2 separate regions of the Muntiacus reevesi genome follow, and region 1 is linked to region 2. The links are chromatin contacts, called in public Hi-C maps. All regions are on one chromosome and are shown on one strand. The core of a region is the stretch at or near the end of the contact, and the rest is flanking DNA. Distances in the headings are between cores, read along the strand shown.

Region 1 (6,230 bases), core at 490-2,989, 230 kb before region 2:
AAGGACACAAGAATGGCACGAAAACTCAGTGATGGAGTGATAGGTCACTCAGATTGTTGAATACAGAAGTAAATTCCATGGAGGGCAATAATAAGGAAAGAGCAGAGGGGATGGCATTAGAAATCGCAGAACAGGCACAGTGGGAACAGGTAGGGGTGGAGGAAGAGATGGAATTAGGAGATTACAGGCAGGAAGTGAGACATAAGGTGACATTCAAGAAGTCCTGAAGATTTTACTTTCCTCCCTTTTCTTTCCATAAGCATCATTACCTACTTCTCCCTTAGGTTTTTATCCCTCAAGTCTGAGTGTATTGCAGAACATGGTTTCACAAGTTTTCCCCTTCCTGACTGCTTCTGAAGACAAGAACACAGATTTTCTTTATTTAAAGACTTAACTGCTCATCCTAAGAAGACAGAAAATATTAAGTGAGTAACATCTTGAGGAAGTGGTTGATGTTCCAGAACACCCCTGAATTCTTACAGGTTTCATCTCTGTCTGAGGCTACTGACTTCCCAGGAGGTAATGCCTAAAAGCCCTGTGGATTCTTAATCTGTTTTCCAAGATATCTCCAAGCGAGCCATTTCAGTCAGACAGATTTAAGGACAGCTAGATAGAGTTCCCATTTTCTATCATCGGGGCAACCAACTTGTTGCTATTGCCAGTCTTAAAATTGTACCCTCAGCTCTTGCTTTAACCAGATGCCTGGTTTTCCTTCTACATACAGAAGGCAATTTCTCTGCTTCCAGGGCTGAAGCACTAACTGACAGAACAATAAAGATGGTGCCAACAATAGGGGCAAAACTTCCTTGCCCAGAATATAAACCAAACAGAGGAAAAGTGGGTTTATTAGCTCCAGGAAAAGGAGCAACAGTACCCATCTCTCAGACAACTCCTCACTAGCTATACACAGGCTGCACCCAGCCCTAGGTCCACTGGCTCCTTCAATTCGAGGCTTCATCCAGCGCCTCCTTTCCCGAGGTTTGCGGATGGCGAGCTGCCGGATGGTGAGGTTTCGGGTTGTTCAGCAGCAGCATGTGGCACAGCTGAGGCAGCCTCGTAGTCTGCCATGCGGCGCTGTACCAGGGCAGGCATGAGCTGCACGTAGGCGGCCATGAGGCGGTGATTAGAATGGATCAGCTTCCCGGCACAGCTGTGCAGACAGGCCTCCTAGAAGGAAGACAGGATGGAAGCAGAAGTCAAAGGAGTCCTGTCAGGTCCTGCCGTAACGCCAGCCTAGGGGCGAGGGTCATAGAAAGGCCGGGGCCAGAGGTAGGGGAAGCGGCGAAAGACAGAAGCAGTATACTGTTAACTCTGAGGATCGAGGGTAATTCCCCTACTCAGTTCCCCACCTAACCTCCTCAGCATCCAGAGCTCGGTGGTGCAGGCTGGGCACGCAGCGCTGGAAGCAGAGTTCCGTCATCCGATTGTAGACCAAAAGGAAGTCCCGCAGCTGAGAGGAAGGGGGACAAGGAACTCAGCAAAGAGGGGCCACATTTTAATTCAAGGCCGCGCCGCCCGAGCTTTCCCAGGACCGCGCCCCACGGCCCGACTTTCCCAGCCCTCAGATGCTTGGCTATTTGGGGTTCCCGATATGCAAACAAGATGCTAGTTGAACGCATGCCCCTAAAGCGACTTAGCTCCCACTCACGTTTCTCAATTGCTGCTGCTGCTGCTGTTGTTGCTGCTCCATCACGCCACCAGCGTGAGCTCTAGGTTATTTCCTTTTCAGCCTCTCGGTAACGCCCCGGAAGTGACGTCTCGTAGCTCCCTAGGGACAGAAGGGTTGGCTCCAGGATCGCCCTGCCCCAGATGTTAACGTCACTTCCGCCCTCATAATCTGCGACGTGGCCGGCTTCTTCTGCCCGGGTGGGGACGTCACTTCCGCCGAGTCCCTGACCTGCTGCTAGGATCGCGACGGGAACTGGAGCCGGAGGTCCCCGCGCTGCCCGGGCCTGGCGCCCTGAGGGGAAGAGCGGCCCGGCCCGAGGTGAGAGGGACATGCATGGGCGAGTGCAAGTTGAATGCACGAACCTGACCAGAGGGCAAGATGCCTCTGAGCCCTGGGGAAGGATGAGGACACACCTGATGCCCAGGTGTATGGGGGGAGGGCGGAGACTTACACACCTGGAGAAACTAAACTGACTTTGGAAGGGATCACCTACCTATGTCCTGGGAAAAAAGAGGTTTTTCCCAGAGGTCAAGAACTTAGACCAACTGATTCAACTAAGGCCTCGGGGGGCAGGGCCCGAGGAAGATGAGGTGCATGGGATGGAGGAGGGGAAGACCACCTGCTGGAAAGGGGAAGAAACACGAAAGGAGCGTGAACAGCCAAACAGTGGTGAACATAACTGAATGGCAGTAGACACCTGAGCTCGGGGAAAGGGGTTAATCTCCTGATGGGGAGAAACACCTGCATGGGGATGAGCTTCTTGAGAACACAAACTTTCTCTCTCTTGTTCGCTGCTGTATCTCCATGGTCCGAGATAGTGTGTGACACATAGTAGGCACTCATTAAATGTATGTGGAGTGATTGAATGCGTGAATGATCAGCGGAGTTCTGGTAGGGTGAGGGGTTCATGGGGACGTGACCTCAGGTCAGGTACACTTGAGGCCTGGGTTTGCCTGTGTACAAATATGCACCTTGGAGGGAAGAAATACATAGAGTTTGGGGAAGAATGGTGGTCAAACCCCAGAATCCTGAAGCCCTGGGACAACCTCTTAAGTGGTAGGGGAGACCTTCCTCTTTGGAGTACTGGCCAGTTTCCAGAGTTGTCTGTGTTGGGCTTTGCAGGGCGCTGGGGTGGAGAACTTGACTCCAGTCCCTTCGCTCGCCATGACGGACGGGATCCTAGGGAAGGCAGCCACAATGGAGATCCCCATCCATGGGAACGGTGAAGCTGGGCAGCTTCCTGAGGATGATGGGCTGGAGCAGGTGCTTCTGTTTGATTCTTCATATTGTTTCAATTGAGGAATCTCAACTCATAAACCCTGAACTCTCACCTCTGTTCCAGTAACCTTCCCCTAACTTACCTAACTCCCTTCAGTCTTTTTACAAATCTTTGTTCTGATTTTGTGCAGACTTCCCTTGTGTGCTCTTTCTATGATGCTTCAATCCAAGCTTGTTTTCACCCCCAAAATGCTTCAGCTGCCCCTATGTTCCTGAAGCCCCCTCTTCTCTGGCCTATAGGACCTCCAGCAGGTGATGGTGTCAGGACCCAACCTCAATGAAACCAGCATTGTGTCTGGTGGCTATGGGGGCTCTGGTGATGGACTCATCCCCACAGGTATGAATGATCAGAACAGGACAGGGTGCTTGAGTGGAGATGGGGAGAAGGGATGGTTCCAGGGAGCATCAAAAGTTCAAAGTTCAAAGTGAAGTCGCTCAGTCGTGTTTGACTCTTTGAGACCCCGTGGATTGTAGCCTGCCAGGCTCCTCTGTCCATGGGATTTTCCAAGCTTGAATACTGGAGTGGGTTGCCATTTCCTTCTCCAGGGGATCTTCCTGACCCAGGGATCGAACCTAGGTCTCCTGCACTGCAGGCAGACTCTTTACCGTCTGAGCCACCAGGGAAGCCCTAGATTATGGGGGCATAGACTATGTCTAAGAAGGCTTGCATTTTGTTTGGAGATCCTTGGAACCTCTGCTAGTATGAGCCTAATGGAATCTCAGCCCAAAACCAGCTCCCAGAGTTGGCCTTCTGCTCCCACTTGCAGTTTAGCCCCACTTGTACCTTCCCCTGCTGTCAGTACCTAAGACAAGCAAAGAACTCTGTTTCACAGCTCTCCTTCCCCCTAACCTGCTCTAGAGACTGAATCTGATTTGGAACTTTGTGAGGCTTCTCAGAGCTTTAATTTGACTCTTAACGTTTAGAAGAACAAACAGTTGTGAATCTCACACTGACTAGAATCAACGTGGGAATTGTCAACCGGGTTTTCTGTTTGCCGGACTCACCATCCATGATCAGTCACCCATACTGGGCCTACTTCCTGCTGTTTCCTCTACCCCTGTACACATGCCACTCCCTCTTTCCCCCTTTTCCAACCCTCTCTTTAAGAAGAGGCCAACATGTATTGGGATTTGGGTCTCAGGGCACAATGTATAAGTTCCTCCTAGTGACCAAGAGAATCTAATTGTCTCTAGCTTCTGCTCCTTCAGGGAAGTCATTTTCATGTGCTGGGAGGGGAGTGTGGGGGGAACCACAGAGGTTTCTGATTGTATCTGAGAGAGACTGGTGTCAGAGAACTTGGTCCTTTAGGGTCTGGCCGCCATCCATCTCACAATGCTACTCCTGCTGGCCCTGGAGATGAGGTGGCTCGGGGCATCGCTGGAGAGAAGTTCGACATCGTCAAGAAATGGGGCATCAATACATACAAGGTGGGATTCAAGCACCTCTCCCTTCCCCCAAACTGCCCTGGGTACCTTTTCCCCATCTTCCAGATCCTAATATCCCAGCTATGGCTGAGACTCGGAAGCCTGGGGATGCTGGGGCAGGTGCCTTTTGCGGGGGCAGCATGCTAGGGTCTCTGACCTGCTCCCCCACTTTCCATTAGTGCACAAAGCAGCTGTTATCAGAGCGATTTGGCCGAGGCTCCCGGACTGTGGACCTGGAGCTGGAGCTGCAGATCGAGCTGCTGCGTGAGACGAAGCGCAAGTATGAGAGTGTCCTGCAGCTGGGCCGGGCGCTGACAGCCCACCTCTACAGCCTGCTGCAGACCCAGCATGCACTGGGGGACGCCTTTGCTGACCTCAGCCAGAAGTCCCCAGAGCTCCAGGTGCCTCGGTCAGGCCAAAGAGGGTGGGGGGGCTGGGCCCAGGCCCTCCCAGGCAGTCACCCCTCAGCCTCCCTCCCTCCCTCCCTCCAGCAGCCCAGAGGGAGAACCCCTCCAGGGTGGGCCCAGCCCCGCCCCCAGCAGCACTCACCTGTGGAGGCAGCCTAAGGGTTTGTACAGAGGTCCAGAGTGGGCGGCGGTGGGGGAGGCGGCACAGCAGGTGCCTCAGGAGTAACCCTTCTCTGCGTTGACGAGAATGCCTTCTGTGCTCAGCCTAATCAGAGCCCCTCCCTTGCCTGCTGCACTAGCTTTCCCTATTCCAGTCCTGTGAACTTATCTGAGACCCCCCCCACTCCCACATTCCTGCCCCAGGGTGGCCCCACTAACTTTCTGGCAGAGAGAGCCTTGCTGGAGGCAGTCCTGACTTGTCCCAGTGTCATTGGCTGTTTCCTCTCGGGAGAGGAGGGGGAGGACGGGCCCTTTAGCTCCAGTCAGGTGGTGACTGTTACTCAAGGCCTGTCCCTTCCTTCTGCCCGCAGGAGGAATTTGGCTACAATGCAGAGACGCAGAAGCTGCTGTGCAAGAACGGAGAGACATTGCTAGGGGCTGTGAACTTCTTTGTCTCTAGCATCAACACATTGGTAACCAAGACCATGGAAGACACTCTCATGACTGTCAAACAGTATGAGGCTGCCAGGTGTGGGCACTGGCAGGGCCTAGGGTTCTGGGAGTTGGCTGGCATGGGTGAAAGCTTGAGCCTTAGGGGCAAGAGAATTGAGAAAAGTAGGAGAGTATGTGTGGAGGGCAAAGGGGTGGAGACCAGCCCATATCACCCCCTCCCCAGGCTGGAATATGATGCCTACCGGACAGACTTAGAGGAGCTGAGCCTAGGCCCCCGGGATGCAGGGACGCGTGGTCGACTCGAGAGTGCCCAGGCCACTTTCCAGGCCCATCGGGACAAATATGAGAAGCTGCGGGGAGATGTGGCCATCAAGCTGAAGTTCCTGGAAGAAAACAAGGTGCTAACCCCACCCCTTTGACCCAGCTCACCTTTCCATCTGTACCACTGACCTTCCCCTCAAACTCCCCATCACTGAATGGGGAAATGCATCCTGGCTAAGGAGTGGGAACATCCTCCAGCCCACTCAATCCCTGGACGTTTCCCTGTCACTCTCCCTCTGATCCCTGGCCCTTTTCTATTAGAGGATTTGGCTGCTGATCCCAGGAACACAACTGGGAAAAAACCACCCTTGAGCTTAGGTGTCAGAACCCCCGGCCCAGCCAGTCACGTTAGGTTTCTCCTATTACAAGGCTTTTTATCCCTTGGTGGAGCTCAGCCCCCACTCCAAAAGCAGAATCAGAGCAGAGTCCATGTACCCCTGGTCTGGGTTCAGGCTCATAGCCCCTCAGAAAGGGTGTCTGAATCCAGCCTGAGCTGACCCTACTGGACCCCCAGATCA
Region 2 (6,486 bases), core at 1,140-3,639:
TTGTGAGAAGCTCAAGCCACAGGAACAGTCATGTGCCTGTACTTTGACAGTTTCAGCTGAGCTCAGCCTTCAAGTTATTCCAGTTGTCTCAGGCATCAGACATGTGAGTGAAGAAGCCTCCAGATGATTTCAGTCACCAGCCTCAAGTCACCCCCAGATGTTTGAATTTTCTAGATGAGGTCCCAGACATCAGGGAACAGAGATAAGCCATTCTTGTCCTGTCTTATATGAATTCCCAGAATCTGTGAGCATAATAAAATGACCGTTATTTTACCCTACTAAGTTTGGGATGATTTGTTATATAGCATAGTAACCAGAGAACTTTCCTGGTGGCTCAGCGGCAAAGAATCCACCTGCAGTGCAGGAGTCCCAGGAGAGGAGGTTTGGTCCCTGGGCCAGGAAGATCCCCTGGAGGAGGGCATGACAACCCACTCCAGTGTTCTTGCCTGTAGAATCCCATGGACAGACGAGCCTGGCAGGCTACAGTTCATAGTGTTGCAAAGAGTCAGACATGACTGAAGTGACTTCTCATGCATTCAGCGCATAGTAACTAGACCATACATATAGAAAAGTACATACTTCCTAAATACACAGCTTGATGAATTCCATAGAGTGAACACAGTCAGGTAATAGGTACTCACATCAAGAGCCCCACTTTGCCCTCTTCTAGGCAGCACTTCTCCAACAGTGATCACTAGCTGACACTTAATCCTATCATTTAGTTTTTCCTGTGCTTGTATTTGCTTCCCAGGTAGCTCAGTGGTAAGGAATCTGCCTGCCAATGTAGGAGATGGGAATTGGATCCATGGGTTGGGAAGATCCCCTGGAGAAGGAAATGGCAAACCAGTCTAGTTTTTAATCTTTCCTCTTACTTTCTCTCATATTCATCCAAACATGAAGCCCTGGTGACCTAATAACCACATATCCATTTTTTCTACATCCTTACTATTCCAATTTGGATCTTATCAATCTGATCATAACATTTTTTTTTATAGTTCTCTATTATCCCAAGGATGAAAATCCAAACTCCTTAACATTGTCTACAAAGCTTTGTCCATGTCTTCAACCTCATCTCACAGTGTTTCCTCTGCATGTTCCCTAGGCTCCAGATAAGCTGTACTAATGACAGTTTTCAGAGTACCTCCCACATGTTGTCCATTCTTTCTTGCCTTGTTATGTGCTGATCCTTTTTGCTGAAACTTCCATTACTTTTTCTTTTGAACTAATTGTAGGCTTACAAAATTGCAAAAATAGGACAGAAAGTCCTTGTAAACTCCTTACTCGTGTTCCCCTGTTATCATCTTAACTAGAGCACAGTGATCAAATCCAGGGAATTAACATCGATACAATATTTGCAACTAAACTGCAGACCTTATCTGAAACTTTCATTTCTCAATGTTACTCTTGCTTGTTTCTAAAGACTGCTCAGACATTATCTTCTCCTAGACGGCTTTCCTAGGCCCGTTTGCTCTTCTTCCCCCTCATTCTCTGAACACGCATAACACTTGTTTTGTGTCAGGAGTGCTGCTCCTCGATGTGTGTTGTGTGAGGAGTACTGCTCCTCGATGGCAATTGCACTTGCAATTGTCTATAAAGGCTGAGATCCCGAAGGGCAGAGACTGGTTATAATTGATCTGGAATTCTGCCTGGAAAGGAGGCGCTTACTCCATGTTCCTTGAGAGACTGAAAACGATAGTGCCCAAGGTATCACAAGGTAGCAGGTGTTGGCGAGCCAACGAAGTGCGGTCATCTCCTGGGTCCTATCCAAGCCGTTCCCGCAGGTACTTCAAGAAATGAGCTAGACCACTCTCTGCCTGCCTTCTCTAAGGTTCTGCTTTTCCGCAGGTCCAGCTCACCTGCTAACTTCTTCCCTTAGACCTACCCCCCAACGTTAGCTCCACCCCCTCCACGCCCCCTCTTCCTCTGTAAGCGCCTTTAGGACCCGTGACCCCGCCCCTACCACGTTAGTCACTCTTTTATCCGAATCGCTGTCCTAAGCCCCGCCCCCCGGCCTTTCCCTGCCTCTTTTAGTCACGTCGCTCTTTAGGTCCCGCCTTCTGCCCTCTGGTTTGACCTTTCCTCCTCAGGCTCCGCCTCCACCCCGCGGGCCTCCTCCTCCCCAGAGGTCTTCCCCTGTGACACGCGGGAGTCCTTCAGAAGGGCGGGGTTTGCAAGTGCGAGGGGGCGGAACCTGGGGGGAAGAGGCGGTATTCCTTGCTCGGAATGCCGTCGGCGACCCCGCCCCTGCGCTCAGCCGTTGCCAGGAAACAAGCATCGACGCTCTGGCTTTGGCCCGGTCCAGCCAATGAGCTGGCACGCCGCTGCCCAGCGGTGCGTCGCTGGGCGGTTACGTGTGGTGCGCGGGGGCGCGAGTTGCGTGTGGCGCGGGGCGGGGCGCGGCTGGTGCGCCTGAGGAGTGATGGCGGCCTGAACTCACCTAGCACCGCGGTGGCGATCGGGCCTGGTCAGGGTCGGGGTTCTGTGAGTGAACACTAAGTAAGGGCCAGAGAGCCCGGAAAGGCGCGAGAGGGAATGAGGGACTGGGGAATGACGGCACCGGGTTTGGTGACTGCCCTCGTTGTGAGGGGACAGGGTGAGGGGCTGGAATGTGGTGAGGGGCCGGGTGTGAGTGTCTAAGGTAGGGGAGCAAGATTAGAGCCTCGGGTGAGTGGGCAAGTAAGGAGCTGGGTTGTATGAAGGGCCGGGATGCTTTCTGAGGGGCCAAGTGAAAGGGACTTGTGAACACGGTTTAGTGAGGAGCTGGGGCTCCTGTGGGCAGGAGTGAGGGACAGCCCTGGGACCAGAGTGAGGAGGGGTTGAGGCCTGTGCTGGGAGGGAGAATAGACAGGGGTAAGGCGGGAACATGCGGACAGCTGGTGAATCAGGAGGAAGCTGAGGGCAGGGCATGGAGGGAGGAACGAGGATTGTGAGACCTCGATAAAGATGAGAGGTCGGTTCTGAATGGAGTGTCCTGCCCAGAGAGAGCAATAGTTTTAGGTTGAGTAGGATAGCTTGGGTGGAAATGTTGTGCACTTCGCTCTTCTGCTTGATAGGCTGTACATATTTTGGAGGATCGAAACATGAAGGTGTCGTGGACAACAGTAACAATGGTAGTGAAAATCATTTTAGAGACTTACTGTTTAACAGAGTCATCATTGGAATTCCTCGTTTCCTCAAGTTATTCCTTGGGACTGCAGACTTGGTGATGTTCCCTGTCACAGAGATTTTTTTTGGCTATAACTGCCTGTGTTTGTTTCCTCTTCACCTGATTCTGGGCAGCCTTACTCCACTGCTGTTCCTTATCTGTGCTGAGCTGTGGGGCTTTGACGCTTGCCTTATATATTGGACTAGCTGCTTAAAGTTGCTAATTCTACTTTCATGAAAATAATATGGCTTGTTACATACAACGCTGTATTTAGACTTCCAAACAGGATGACGTACAGTTAAATTAAAACTAATTTATGTACAGTAAACTACTCATATTTAAAATGTACATGTTTGATGAGGGTTCTGACATATGTTTACATCTGTGAAACCATCACCATTTTCAAGATACTGAACATTTCTACCACCCTCAAAAGTTTTTCTCTTATCCCTTTGAAATCATTCCTCCCTTCACGACATGTTAATTGGTTCACTTTATTAGCATTTTACAGGTCCCATGTTCCCTGCCAACCCACATGCACATGGAAATTTTGAATGTTCTAGAAAGCTGGGTTGGCAGTCAGATAATTGCCACTTCCACACTATCAAAATTCCTTCTTTACTGACAGTCTGCCACAGAGCAGATACCTTCCCAACCTCAGGAAGAGGTACACCTTCCCTATACAGACCATTCTCTGAGAATTAGGAGCAGCCCAAGTCCCCATTCTATTGAAGAATTTGAGCCTCAGAAACAATGATTCTGTGGTATGTTTTCTTTGCTTCTCTCTGAAGACCTAGCAGATTTTCATGGTAGTGGGACCTTTGGCAATCTTACCTAGACAGAACCCTATGAAACGTACATGTATAATGAAAGAGTTTTAGGGCAGTGATTCATAAACGTTGGGTTAAAAACAGTGCTAGTCTATGGTAAAGTTTTCATCTGTTCAAGGTGGAAGGAGAGAAAGAAAACATATGGAACATGAGTTTTCCATAAAGATAAATTTATTCTTAGATTATCATTCCTAGTCTTCTGGTGTTAAAGTGCTTCCTCGCTGATGAAGTAATGGTGACAGTAAGTGATAGGTTTTAAAAAACTGATCTATTTGTCAAAATAGAAAGTAATGATCCTATTTTAAAAACTTTAAAATCTATTTCTACTGGTTCATGAAATTCAGAAATTTAGAGGGATGATGGTGTGGCTGCTGTATTATGTTGAGGAAGCATACTGCACTTGCTTCCTCAGAATTACTGTCTGATACGGATCTCAGGTTTTGCTGGAATTATATAGATTCCCTGTGAAGTATATAAGGGCAGGAATTCTCTTTTTATAGATGGAGAATCAAAACTGGGGAGCCAGAGAAAGTCTGGACTCCAGATTTGGTCTCATGAGAGTGACTTGGGGTGGAAAAAAGTTTGTAACAAAGAGTGAAGGTGATGTGGAATAAAAAGCATGTGATTTATAAGAAGGGTTGTGATACATGGAGGACATTATACTGGCAAAATATTTTTTTTATGATTTGTAGTTGTTCTGTTTCCAAGAGAGGTGAAAGAGACTTTGAGGGTGACATAGGTTTGAAGGTTTTGTTTAATAATGTGGCAAAAACAGGAACAGTTGTCCATAATACTTGGGTCACATTGTGATAATGGTAGGTCACTCAAGTCATATGTCAGAGGGTTCTTAGGGACTGTGCATTCTTGATTGTTCTGGAGAAAGCACTAGGTTGGTAAGCTTACTGTTTGCTATACTGAATCTCTGTTGAATTGTAGTGCTTTACGTGTAATGGGTTTTGCTTTATGATATACAGCTGAGTGATAGATCTGAGAAAATGAAACATAGATGAGGATGATGATGTAGAGATAGAAACATGTTTGGAATGCTGTGTGTAACCATTTAGTCCACCTCTGCTGTGTGCCAGCACTCTGCTAAGTGCTGGGAGGACAAATTCATTCATTTATGAATTCATTTATTCATTCAGTAGATACTTCAGCATATAGTCTGCCCTTGTGATGCTCACATTTTATGAGATAACAAGATGTCAATAAATAAGATGTGGTCCTCTGAAGTCTCAAGGAATTTTCAATCTCATTGGGAGAGGTGGACACATGAAAAGATAATTTCAATTTAGAGAGAGAATGTGAAATGTAAAAATATATCATAATTAGATGATTACTTCTCTGTATCTAGTCTTAGTCTCTCTCTGTGTTCCGGTCATATTTACTCAGTGATCTCCTGTATATCTTCACAGGTATCATAGTTAACATGTTCAAAACAGGACTCATTGTCTTTGCTTTGAATGTCTGCTTTTGTACCATATGGTATATAGCAGTCCAGGCAAGAACTTCAGTGTCATCTTCCATCTTTCTGCTCCTTCACCCCCTCTATGTAGTCAGTCACTAAAATCTTAATACAGTTCCTTTTATATTATCTCTGTTTTCTTCATCTCCTCTGTTATATCTTCACAGATAAGGCTTTAGTTTACTTCCTTCTCATCTCTTATCTGGACTTTTTCCCCAGGATAGTCTCCTGCCTTCAGACCTTTCTTCGGTCATTTAATTTTTATTATTTTTTATTTATTTTTTTTACTGGAGTATAGTGGCTTTACACTGCTGTGTCAGTTTCTCCTGTACAGCAAAATGAGTCAGCCATACATATATCCCATATTTTTTGAATTTCCATTTAGGTCACCATAGAGCAGTAAGGAGAGTTCCCTGTGCCATACAGTAGATTCTTACTAGTTATCTATTTTATACATAGTAGTATATGTATCAGACTTGCTCTTTTCTAATCCGTCCCTGGAATGATCTTTCTAAAAATACAAATTTAATCATGGAGCTCTTATGCTTAAAAATTTTGGCTCTTTGTCTTCTGTAGGATAACATCCAAATTCCTTAATATGGCATCATTTGGCCTTGACTCATGTCTAGCCTCATCTCCTGCCACTCTCTACTCTGTATTCTAGCTTGAATAAATTGTTCACAGCTCCCTAACAAACATGTTACTTTTTTGAGCCTTGGAATCTTTGTAATTACTCCTTTCTCTTTTGGGAATGCCTTTTCTTCTCTGCCCAGTGAACTTTTCTCATCCATTAGGATCTGGTTCAGTTGTACCTCCTCTTTGACTTCACTGTCACCCTCTCCCACAAAGAGGGTGCAACCGTCTTTGCAAGGAGGGAGAAAGCCATGTACAACATGGGATTTACTTTGGTAAGGGGAGTCAACATGTGATAGAGTTCACGTTGTGTTATGAGGGCTCTGCTGGAGTCAGGTGGGGAGATGCCTGCAAGAAGCAGAGGTGCTACTGGGGAGAGGAGGAGTGAGTTGGGACCACTCACTGATATCCCA

The links. Hi-C and Micro-C count contacts between places; a contact is called where the count stands out from the background.
Region 1: a Hi-C map of blood shows a contact between it and region 2, with 5 times the contacts expected there. The contact joins the promoter of TIMM10B here to the promoter of FHIP1B in region 2. A contact is called at or near these places in 2 of 3 Hi-C or Micro-C datasets (blood and muscle).

What each region holds. Positions count from the first base shown.
Region 1 is chr9:44,387,762-44,393,991 of mMunRee1.1, reverse strand. It overlaps TIMM10B (translocase of inner mitochondrial membrane 10B), which reads right to left and starts at 1,739. Exons shown (of 3, transcript XM_065944622.1): 1 at 1,649-1,739; 2 at 1,355-1,450; 3 at 1-1,167. The coding sequence starts at 1,690. The coding sequence ends at 955. ARFIP2 (ADP ribosylation factor interacting protein 2) reads left to right here and starts at 1,854. Exons shown (of 8, transcript XM_065944621.1): 1 at 1,854-1,987; 2 at 2,792-2,932; 3 at 3,188-3,284; 4 at 4,257-4,375; 5 at 4,552-4,773; 6 at 5,310-5,467; 7 at 5,615-5,789; 8 at 6,227-6,230. The coding sequence starts at 2,834.
Region 2 is chr9:44,160,317-44,166,802 of mMunRee1.1, reverse strand. It overlaps FHIP1B (FHF complex subunit HOOK interacting protein 1B), which reads left to right and starts at 2,389. Exons shown (of 12, transcript XM_065943821.1): 1 at 2,389-2,481.